Linked DNA regions of Sus scrofa: region 1 is linked to region 2. Evidence: chromatin contacts called from public HiChIP or PLAC-seq data. All regions are on one chromosome and are shown on one strand. The core of a region is the stretch at or near the end of the contact, and the rest is flanking DNA. Distances in the headings are between cores, read along the strand shown. Region 1 holds the start of USP54 (inactive ubiquitin carboxyl-terminal hydrolase 54). Region 2 holds the start of PPP3CB (serine/threonine-protein phosphatase 2B catalytic subunit beta isoform).

Region 1 (5,204 bases), core at 1,678-4,177, 130 kb before region 2:
AAGTTCCATCCCAGGCCCTGTACAGTGAAGTTCCCATCATGGATTAGCAGTAACAAACCCAACTAGTATCCATGAAGATGCGAGTTCGATCCCTGGCCTCGCTCAGTGGGTTAAGGATCCAGTGCTGCTGAGAGCTGTGGTATAGGTCTCGGACTTGACTCAGATCCTGTGTTGCTGTAGCTGTGGTGTAGCCAGGAGCTGTGGCCAATTGGACCCCTAGCCTGAGAACTTCCATAGGCTGTGGGTGTAGCCCTAAAAAGAAAAAAAAGTGTGTTAAAAGACCTCAGCATTGCCGCAGCTGCAGCTTGGATTCAGTCTCAGGCGCAGGGAACTTCCATTTGCTGCAGGTATGGTCATAAAAATAAACAAATAAATACATAAATAATGCAAAAGGATCTGTGTCTTATTAATCTCTCCAGTCGATTTTTATGTTAGTAAATTTTGAGAAACGCTATAGTAAAACATACTTCAGAACTGTGTCACTGAGGGGGTAGAAATTGAAATATTTAGCCATCAATATCTCATTTGTTATGAAGTGCTACTGGGTATGTTAACTCAGCTGGCATTTCCAGGCAAGGAGATAACTTAGGTGTTGAAGGTAGGAAGTTACAGGCTTGTACAGGATCTTCCTGCCAAAGCTATAGTGAACTCTAGGATGGGCTGAGGGAACATGGGAAGGGCACAGATAGGATCTGGGTAAGTGTCTGAAGATCTTTTTTTGCTTGTTTTCCTTTTTGGCTGTGCCCTTGGTGTGCGGAAGTTCCTGGGCCAGAGATTGAATCCACACCACAGCAGTGACCAAAGCCACAGCAGTGGCAACTCAGATCCCTAACACACTGTACTACCAGGGGAACCTTAGGGTTCATTGTTTTTATAGGTCTTATGTTTAAAAGTCTGTGAGCCCACCTCAGAATTTGAGGACTATATTCCTTAATGTTCATTGAGTGCCTACTATATACCAGGTACTATATGAGGCATCAGAGGTACAAAAGCAAATAACAATTTTCATGTGACAAAGAGATTTCCCTGTCCACTATATAAAATAATTATTAAATGCCTACCGTTATGTTGGGGTAAGAAAAAGTCTTACACCTCTGAAAGCCTAGAAACTGAGTTTTTCCAAGCTCAGAATGTCTGAAATCTTAAATGTAACAACAACAACAACAACAACAAAAACACGTCATGATGTAAGCCTGTTAATTTACAGGGAGCCCAAGTTGGTTGTGAAATTATCTCCTCAGTAGAAAAGTCTATTTAGAAGTCAAATTATCATCAGAAGTTGCAATGGAGGTTTAATGTATTAACGTGCACACTTGTAATGGATCTAGTCAGAAATTTAGTTCAATCCTCAGGCGTTGCTATCTCTGCCTGGACGCTACTCTTCTGTTAGAACATCTTTTCCTTTTTCGGGGGCCGAGTCTGTGGTATGTGGAAGTTTACAGGTCAGGGATCATAACCTGCGCCACAGCAGCAACCTTCACCACAGCAGTGGCAACATTGGATCTTTAACCTGCTGGGCCACAAGAGAACTCTCTATTGTTAATTTTTTTTTTTTTTGAGAAATCTATATTTTCCATAGTGGCCACAGGAGCAGGAAAGCACTCTTCTAGATAGAAGCTTGTACTTTCCCATGATCCTATTCCCCACTACCACCTATTGCTTTACACCAGGTCATCTTTTATTGTTATTCACCTAGACTCTGCAGCCATTTGAGTTTGCAACTTCAAGGGTTTCTTTTACATAACCACATGCCCATAATAATATGCCTCTGAAATTGCCCAGATAATGTATTCCTTGGGATAGGGTCTACCGCTTTGCTGTCTAAAACTGTAGTTACTAGTCACTTGTGGCTATTGTGCTCTTGAGATATGCTTAGCCTAAAAACACTGGATTTTGAAGATTCAATATGAAAACAGGAACATAAGGAGTTCTGTGGAGCAGTGGGTTAAGGATATGGCATTATCACTGAAGCAGCTTGGTAACTTCCACATGCCATGGATGCAGCCAAAAAGAAAAAAAAAAAGGAACATAAAATATCTCCTTAATAACTTCAAAGTATTGGGAGTTCCCGACATGGCTCAGTGGAAACAAATCTGACGTATCCATGAGGACGCAGGTTCGATTCCTGGCCTTGCTCAGTGGGTTAAGGATTCTGCCTTGCCATGAGCTGTGGTCACTGATGCAGCTTAGATCTGGCTGTGATGTAGGTCAGCTCAGATTCAACCCCTAGTCTTGGAATTTCTATATGCCGCACGTGAGGCCCTAAAAAGACCAAAATAATAATGATAATAATAACAATTTTGAAGTATTGATTACACGTTGAAATATTTTGAGCTTAAATGAGTTACTAAATATCATTTTTTAAAATTTATTTTGCTTTTTAGGGCTGTACCTGGGGCACAGGGAAGTGCCCAGCCTAGGGGTCCAATTGGAGCTGCAGATGCCACAATCACAGCAACATGGGATCTGAGCTGCATCTGCGATTTGCACAGCTCAGGGCAACAGGGGATCCTTAACCTACTAAGGAGGCCAGGGATCAAACCGAGTCCTCACGGATACTAATCAGGTTCCTTAACCACTGAGCCATGACAGGAACTCCTTTATATTCATCTTCTGTTTCAACATCTTAGTCTGCATTTACTGCTGACAGCAGAAAGCCTTTACAACTAGGTGTTGAGGGAGTCATCAGGTAAGGATGTGCCCACAGGGTGGCAAGCAACAACTGCAAAGTTCAGACCACACACCAACCAGCATGGCACTCCTTCGGCACGCAAGGCCAAACACCTGTGCTTATGTTCGATTAAAAAACAAAACAAAACATATTTATTTCCGATTTTGTTCTGGTGAATTGATGGGGGTGGAGAACCCGTGGATAAACAAACATTTCTGCGAATTCAAATACCATTCACAAACCAGGGTAGGGGAAGAAAGGATGGATATTTCCTGAAGGAAGGTTAACGTGGAGAATAGGTCAATTCCCGGCTTGCTCACTCAATCTCTACTCTGGGTGGAGAAATAAAATGCCAGGAATTCGGAACTTCAGCTAAAGGCAACACTGCTCTAAGTTCGAGGCACTGGGAAAAGAGGGCCACATTCCTAAAGTTATTCCAGTGTAAAACTTCGCCGTACTAACTTCCTCCAGCCCTGCCTGCAATTGTTCTTCGATTCTCCCGCCAGCTCAAGATCCTTCCCCGCCTTCGTCCACCTCCAGACCTTTCCAGGCCACCTCTGAAGCGCCTCGCGGACGCCATCTTACACAACACTATCGCGAGATATACTTAGCCGTCTCGAGCCTGACTCGTTTACTTTCTTGCGAGAAGCTCTTCCCTGCTGTTCTCGCCGTAGCTAAAGAAAGTGTCGCGAGAGCTGGTTGCCTTGGCTCCCTGTAGCTATAGCAGCCGCGGCGGTTAAGGATGCGGTGGCAGAAGCGGTGAGTGCGACACCCTCAGGGGGGCGGGGCCGGAGGTAACGGGGTGCTGGGGGTAGCGCCTAGGGAGGGGGTGGGGAAGGTCGGGTCGCGGGAGGAATGGGCCCGAGTGTGACGTGTGGGGTAGGACGCGGGTCTTGTGGGTATAGGGACAGGGCGCCGGTCTGCACTAGGGCACGCGGGAGGGCTGGAGCTGCCGGGAGGTCCCGGAGGAAGGGACCCGGGTGTAGTAGGGCTCAAGGGGCAGGGGCGGGAGTGTAGAAGGGTGTGTGTGTGTGTGTTCTGTGTGTTGGGAGCAAGATGGTTATGGGACTCCAAATTGGATAATGAGACCAGGCTACACTGGGAATAAGTGGGGAGAAGCGGGGTACAGCCAGGTGGAGGCTATGTTGAATGGGAGCCCAGAGGTTGGGCCCGGTTTGCTTTGCCCTAGCGGATATGGGGGGTTGCGGTGTCAGACCATCGCAGTTTCCTGGGGTCCGCATGAGGATGGTGGGGGACTGCGCGCTAGGACCTAAAATGCATGGCGGGAGTGGTGGTGTCCCGGACCTTCACCGCCCCTTCCAAAGAAATCCTTCACGCACTCTGAGATGTGAAAGGAGAGTCCTGCTGAAATAGTATTAGTTGGGAAGCTTCTTTGGGTGGAAAGACTGTGAGTGGGAGAATGAATGATTTCTGCTCTGAAATAAAGTGTGGGATGGGGGCGGGAGAGAGAAATTCCTGAGAAAAAAACGATGTGCTTCTTCTGAATCGTATTGAGTTGGAAGAAGGGGGTGTGTGTTGAGCTCACGTTTCTTCCCAGATTCATTCAAGTGTAGAATTCTTTTACGGTATACTTATGAATTTATATATGCAGTGTAAAAATCAGTTTAGATGATGCAGTAAAAGAATGTGTAGTACTACATTTAAACCTTAACTCAAATGTAATTTAAAAACTAAGAAAAGTGTTTCTGTTGCAGCAGTACCAGGCTGAACACCAGGGATAGTTTTAGTGCTGGAATATAAAAACCTAGTGTTCCGAAAGTGTGCCTACTCAGATTGTTTGCCTTTTAGAAAATAAAGTTTTATTTTAGGAGACAGGGTTTTGAATATCTGTTAATAAAAGGAGTCTTCCAGGAGTTAAAAATCACTGAGAGATCAAAACATTTACTCTCAGTCTCAAAGACTATTTTATAGAGACAAGTTTGGACCACTTTGCTGTTAACTCTTATTTCTAGTGAAAACAATGGCTTCAGTTCAGGCATAAAAATAATTTATTTCAATGTGCAGATATAAGCTTTTTGATAATTTTTTTCTCACTATCTTTTGTAGGTATAAATTTGCAGGACATAACCTCTCTTTTGATTATGTAACTGAATTTTTCCATGTTGAGGTTCACAAATTCATTAGTTAAAAAAATGGATTTTAATACTTCTGTAGCTAGCCTTGATGTGGTTAGTCATTGAACCTATGTATTTTATATGTGTTAGACTAAAACTTTTAGTTTGTAATTTTAGTAGCTGAGCTTTAAAGTTGAAGTGCTTTTCTGAAGCAAGATAAAGCTTTATGTGGTTGGGTCCAAATGATTTCTCCATGAATCCATTGACGAGCTTTACCGAGTTCCTGTTATGTGTAGAGTATTGTGTGAGGCATTGCAAAGGGAGAAGAAAGATTAATTCATTCATTTATCCATTCAACAAACATTTATTGAGAGCTATTTTGTGTCTGATTTCCAAGCCTTCAGGATACAAGTAAGCTTTGCTCTTTGCCTTAGAATTTCTCAGGACTTTAGGAAGGA
Region 2 (5,422 bases), core at 1,019-3,518:
TACCAACATCTGTTTTGTGTTTTATCCGCCCATCCCTGTTACCTGATCTTGTGATTTCCTCACCCCCCCATCCTTGGAGGAACATGTAGCTATGTGGTCTTGGTCCTGACCACATCATTCAGGCTAGCCCATCTGCCCAGACTACCAGCCTTCCCTCTGCTCCCAAACCTTAGGCCTAGAATGCGGAGCTGCCAACACAGTATTTGCTCTTCTGAACAGATGGAGTCAGGCACACTAACATACCCTCCTGTCGTCTGCAGCAGAGCCATTACTGCCACTTGCTCAGTCGCCATTGTAAACCCTCAGAGTCAGCTGAACTATTTTAGGGTCAAACATACTGTTTTTGTAAAGTATTTTTCATTAATAAATCTATGAGATAGTTCTATTTAATTTCTTGTCATTTAATTGTCTATTTAATGCCTTTTATATACTCTCAATTTTTTATTTTGGGGTGGGAGGCCTGGAGAAGCCAGAAATACCAATTCGAAGTGGCCTGGGGCTCTCAGAGAGAGCCATGACACAAAGATATCTATCTGTGATTGACAGTGAGGAGCCAAAAAGGAGCTGAAGGATATTTGAAGGGTGTATATTCAAGGTAGGAGTCAATGGGACCTAATATAGACTGACTTTCCCTATTACTAATTATTATTTTTTGCTTTTTAGGGCCACACCCGCAGCATACGGAGGTTCCCAGGCTAGGGGTCGAATTGGAGCTATAGCTGCTGGCCTATACCACAGCCACAGCAATGCAGGATTTGAGATGCATTTGTGACCTACACCACAGCTCACGACAACACCGGATCCTTAACCCTCTGAGTGAGGGTGGGGATCAAGCCTGCAACCTCATGGTTCCTAGTCGGATTTATTTCCGCTGTGCCGCAATGGGAACTCCTTGTTATTACTGCTATCAGTGTATTTTCTATCCCTTTTCTGCCAAGAGGCACTCAACACATTACACACTTTTTCCTCCCCTCCTTGGGTAGATTTTCTGGGGATTCAAACTCCTCTTACAAACTTACTCCTTATCTTTATACTCTTGGGCCCTTCTTCTACAAGTTTGTGATGTGCCTCTTATCCCTTCCTTGATCTCTTCCCATGGCTACCCCTTCCCTTCCCCTATAGGATTATTGCACTTTCATACCAGAAAGATCCATTTTCACCCTGCCTCACTCCCAAATTTATCTACCTCTTAGAAATATCTTGTGGGCTCCCTTTGCAAAGAATACTCACTGGGCATTTCTCTTCTCTTTTACCTCAGGTCTCAGAATCATTGAGACCTAATAAAACGAAGAGGTAGAAAGGTGCTCTTTGACATCTCTGGACAACTGTTTACCTAATTATTAAACATTATGAACATAAGCCCATGCAGTCTTGAGCAGGAGGATGGGCAGGAATTTCTCACGCTAAAGCTTGGATCCTATGTCATCAAGATTATATAGATCTTACTGGACATGCTGGTCTCTGTTCATGATTCAGTACCTCTACTGGAGTCATACGCACACTCTTCATCTAATAATTGTTGCTTGAAGAGTTGGTTCCTGTCCCACTACTCCCTTCTCCATGAATATCTGTCTCTATAAAATTTCCGAAAGTCCTGAGCCCACATTTCTGTATGTATGCACAGAAATACTCTGAGGTTTTTCTAATGAGGAACTAATTTCCTATTTACGCCTCTGTCTTAAAAATCTCTATTTTCTAAATGAATCAAGAGGGAAGCTGTCCTTTTCCGGTGAATTCTGTAGACCCTTTGAACATCTCCTGGTGTCATCCCTTCCTTTCCTCCTGTTTTGACTCAACCCTCGGAGCCTCGTCTGCTGTGGCTGCATTTTTATTCCATGCCTTCCCACTCTTGGCAGTTCCAGCCTATAAACACAGGGTCAGATTCTCTCTCAAACTCCATTTTGAACGCTTGCTTTGCTGTAGAACCTACAAAGCTTCCTCTATTTCTCCTGTCTCTTACCAACCAAAGTACGCAGATCTGGTGGCCAAATTGTTATACGTTTGTTTCTCTATTACTAAGAGATTCTAAGGTTTGATTACGTCTCCCCATATTATTGGAAGCTCCATGAAAGCTGGTGATCCCAAGCACTCATTCACCCCAGCAACTAGCTATAGACAGCAGGTCCTCTCCCTTCTCTTTTATTTCTGCCTGCCCAGAATTTTAACCTGATCCCTTAGCCTCGTCCTGTTTCTCTCCTAGCCTCAGTAATTTTGCCCAAGTCCCTAGAGCCTGCTCCGCCCCCGCCCCCGCACGCGCGGTGCATGCCGGTCTTAGCCCCTCTGTAGGGAAAGAGGGTCCGCCATGTTCCCCGGCGGCGCCGCCGCTTGGCTCTGGTAGCCGCCGCCCCCGCCCCCAACCCCGCCCGGCCCAGCGCCTAGCCGAGCCCCGGGCCCAGCATGGCCGCCCCGGAGCCGGCCCGGGCTGCACCGCCCCCACCCCCGCCCCCGCCGCCCCCTCCCGGGGCTGACCGCGTCGTCAAAGGTGAGAGGTGGACGAAGCCCTGGGGGCCTGGCCTGAGGAGCTGTTGAGGGCGGGCGGGAGACCGTCCCCTCCGGAGCGGGCCCGGAAGGGCGGGCGAGTGACTGGCTGCCTCCCTTGGGGAGTGGCCCCTGGGCGGGCCCCTGCTGGGCTGGGCTGTGGCTCCGAGGTCTCTCGCTTGCCTTGAGGCCGAGGCGGGGGTTTCGCTCTCGAGGTCTCTTAGCTGAAGGGGTGAGGCTACTAGTCGCAGTGAACCCCTTTCTTTTCCAACTCGGCCTGTCAAAGCGGCCCAGAGGCCGCGATTAGCTTCCTGCACCGCGACAGCTGCACGCCTGGCTTGCCGGGCCGGACCGAGGGGTTCGGAGACCTTCAGCCACGCGGGGCTGGGCGATGAGCAGTCAGAAATCACCTCGGCTTTGGCCCACGCCTGCTCCCCAGTGACAGCAGTCCGCCCTCTTCGCGCCTAGTTAGCGCCAGCCGCAGGCTTCGCGCTCGGCCCTCTGGTGTCACCCCGCGCGGAAATTAAGGGAACTATATGGGATTGGACAGGGTGAAGGGACGGGCCAGAATGTGGGGGCCCCAGGCTTGACGTGCAGGATAGATGGGAAAAAAAGGCAGCTTCAAAGAAAAAGCCTCGTGCATAGGAAGAAACATTTGCTTAGAAAACCGTCAACATTCTTTGGTCAAAAACCAAAAAGGGTTACCCCTTCCCTGCAGACAGACACCCACACACTCCCCTTAGAAGAAAAAGTTAGATATTTATCGGCTGGGGCAAGATTTATGGATGTTTAAAGACCACAGGTCAGCAGATTCATTTAAAAGAGAAATTGAGGGCTAATTGAGAGTCGCTTGAGATCTCCATACTCTCTGGGAAAGCCCATCAACTTCAAATACTGCTGTGGAGATGAAAAACAATTTGAAATGATTTTTCTTACCATGTAGCTTGGTCAATAAATTAAAATCATTTTAGAATAAAGTTTTCTCTATTGTATCACGTTTACTTTTGAAACAGATACTTCTATTTGTTTTATTTCATTAAGCTTCTCAAATATTCTGGCACAATGTTTAAACACTGTTAGCCCAGTTTTGGAAATCTGACCAGACATATTTCCATTAAAATATTTAAAAACAAGAAAAACTTTTTCCTTGGTGTTTTTTTTAATTTTTTTTTTCTCTCCAATTTGAGCTTCCTTTAGTAATAACACTGGTTTGTATCTAGTCTTATGTGGATAAAATGAAAAACTTAGTAGTAGTATGTCTTTTCTGGCCAGGCATTGGAATGAGCTCAATAAAGAGTTTATGGAATCCTTGTCCTGAGAAATCTTTTTAAAAAAGAGAAAAAAGGAGTTCCCTTTTGGCCTAGCGGGTTAAGGATCCAGCGTTGTCACTTTCGTGGCTTGGGCTCAGTGCCTGGTCAGGAACTTTTACATTTGGTGGGTGCAGCCTGCCCCGCAACCAAAAAAAAAAAAAGACGAAAGATTGGTGGTTCAGGTGCTCATCCTGTCCTGAAATCCTGACTTTTTAGGGGGTGGGACTAGGAGACATGGGCTCCTTCTTCATTTTTGACTGTATACCTGTGCTGTATTAATTTCCCTGGACGCTTTTGACCCTACTCTTAGGTAGGACAACCAGTCACATTCCTGAACAGTGAGTTTATGCTATTGTTATGCTTGTGAATCTTCTTGTTTCTTGTCATGTATGTAGTAATGTTTCCCCTGTACAGTGAAAATAAGATTCCAAACATAAGCATGTTCCTTAGTGGTGAGTTGTAAATGAAGACACTTGTATTTGCAGTTTATTGGTGTGAAATAAGTCATTTGGCTTAGGTAAGTAGGAGTTTGTTGGTATAGAAAATCATAGTTTAGTAAAGCTTATGGATATATGATCTCATGTGCTTAGTAGTATATTCTCCAAGACAGCTTTCATTTCTTGATGGAATCGTTAGCCAGTTAGATTGTGCAGCAGACCAGTTTGCACCCTCATGGAATCTCTGACTTCCTTGGAGGTTACTGGGAAACTTACCTTTCATACAGAAATCTGCTCTTAGATTTCATCTTCAAGCTTCTTGTCTTTGTCATTCAGTAATTATACTACACTGTTGCATTTGATGACAGGTAACAGTTTACTGAAGAAATATGATCATAGTGCTAGTTCAGTTTAACTTATTAAAATCCAGATTACTTTTAAGTCCAGTATGCGCTAGTTTTGTATCAGTATTACTTCATAGTAGTGATGTTATGGAGAACATCTTTGATGTTGAATACATGTGGTCTTTTACTCCTTGAAACTTTTCCTTGTTGTCTCATTTTTATGCTTTTACACTTCTAGTTAGGAGGCCCATAGTTTATGGTCACATAGATTTTGAAGGGGAAATAGATACTTCTGTGTTTAATATCAGATGTCTGAAACTCACTTCATGTGAAGTTCGAGATCTTGGAATGCTGTAGGTGATTCATGTATAAATTATCCACTGAAATTGTTAGTGGTAATTCCATATCCCAGATTATGGGTGATTAGGTTTCCTGATTATAAATAAAGCATTTCAGTTTTGTGCCTATCCAGCTACTGGCTCTGGTCAAATTCTTGTGTTCGAAAGTTGATGTAGCTCAAGTAGTTTAGGTGAGGTAGTATGCCTGCCTAACTCAAGTATTTTTTTGTCTTTAGCTAAGATAGGAAATTGGAAATAAGAAAATAGAAACAAACTAGAAAAAATAGCTAATTATGTCTGCATGAGTGCCTTACTGCCATATCAGCAAAATTGCTGTGGGCAAAAATGCATAAATCCCTGAATTTATGTATAATGCTCTCCCTCCTGCAATTTATTTGACCTGAATTGTCTAGGTACTACCTTTTCTTTCCAGGTACTTTTAAAATGTACTTTTTACTCTATGGATGAGGTCCCAATGAGGTCCTAGATTATCCCTTGAGATTATCAAATCTTTT

The links. HiChIP or PLAC-seq counts read pairs in DNA pulled down with a chosen protein or histone mark.
Region 1: an H3K27ac HiChIP or PLAC-seq map of alveolar macrophages shows a contact between it and region 2. The contact joins the promoter of USP54 here to the promoter of PPP3CB in region 2. A contact is called at or near these places in 1 of 47 Hi-C or Micro-C datasets (embryonic fibroblasts) and 2 of 2 datasets of contacts at active chromatin or transcription factors (alveolar macrophages and skeletal muscle).

The regions. Positions count from the first base shown.
Region 1 is chr14:76,437,565-76,442,768 of Sscrofa11.1, reverse strand. It overlaps USP54 (inactive ubiquitin carboxyl-terminal hydrolase 54), which reads left to right and starts at 2,927. Exons shown (of 25, transcript XM_021072539.1): 1 at 2,927-3,430.
Region 2 is chr14:76,302,191-76,307,612 of Sscrofa11.1, reverse strand. It overlaps PPP3CB (serine/threonine-protein phosphatase 2B catalytic subunit beta isoform), which reads left to right and starts at 2,268. Exons shown (of 23, transcript XM_021072583.1): 1 at 2,268-2,482. The coding sequence starts at 2,398. LOC110256628 (a long non-coding RNA gene) reads right to left here. Exons shown (of 2, transcript XR_002338398.1): 1 at 2,470-5,422. USP54 (inactive ubiquitin carboxyl-terminal hydrolase 54) reads left to right here. Exons shown (of 25, transcript XM_021072539.1): 25 at 1-390.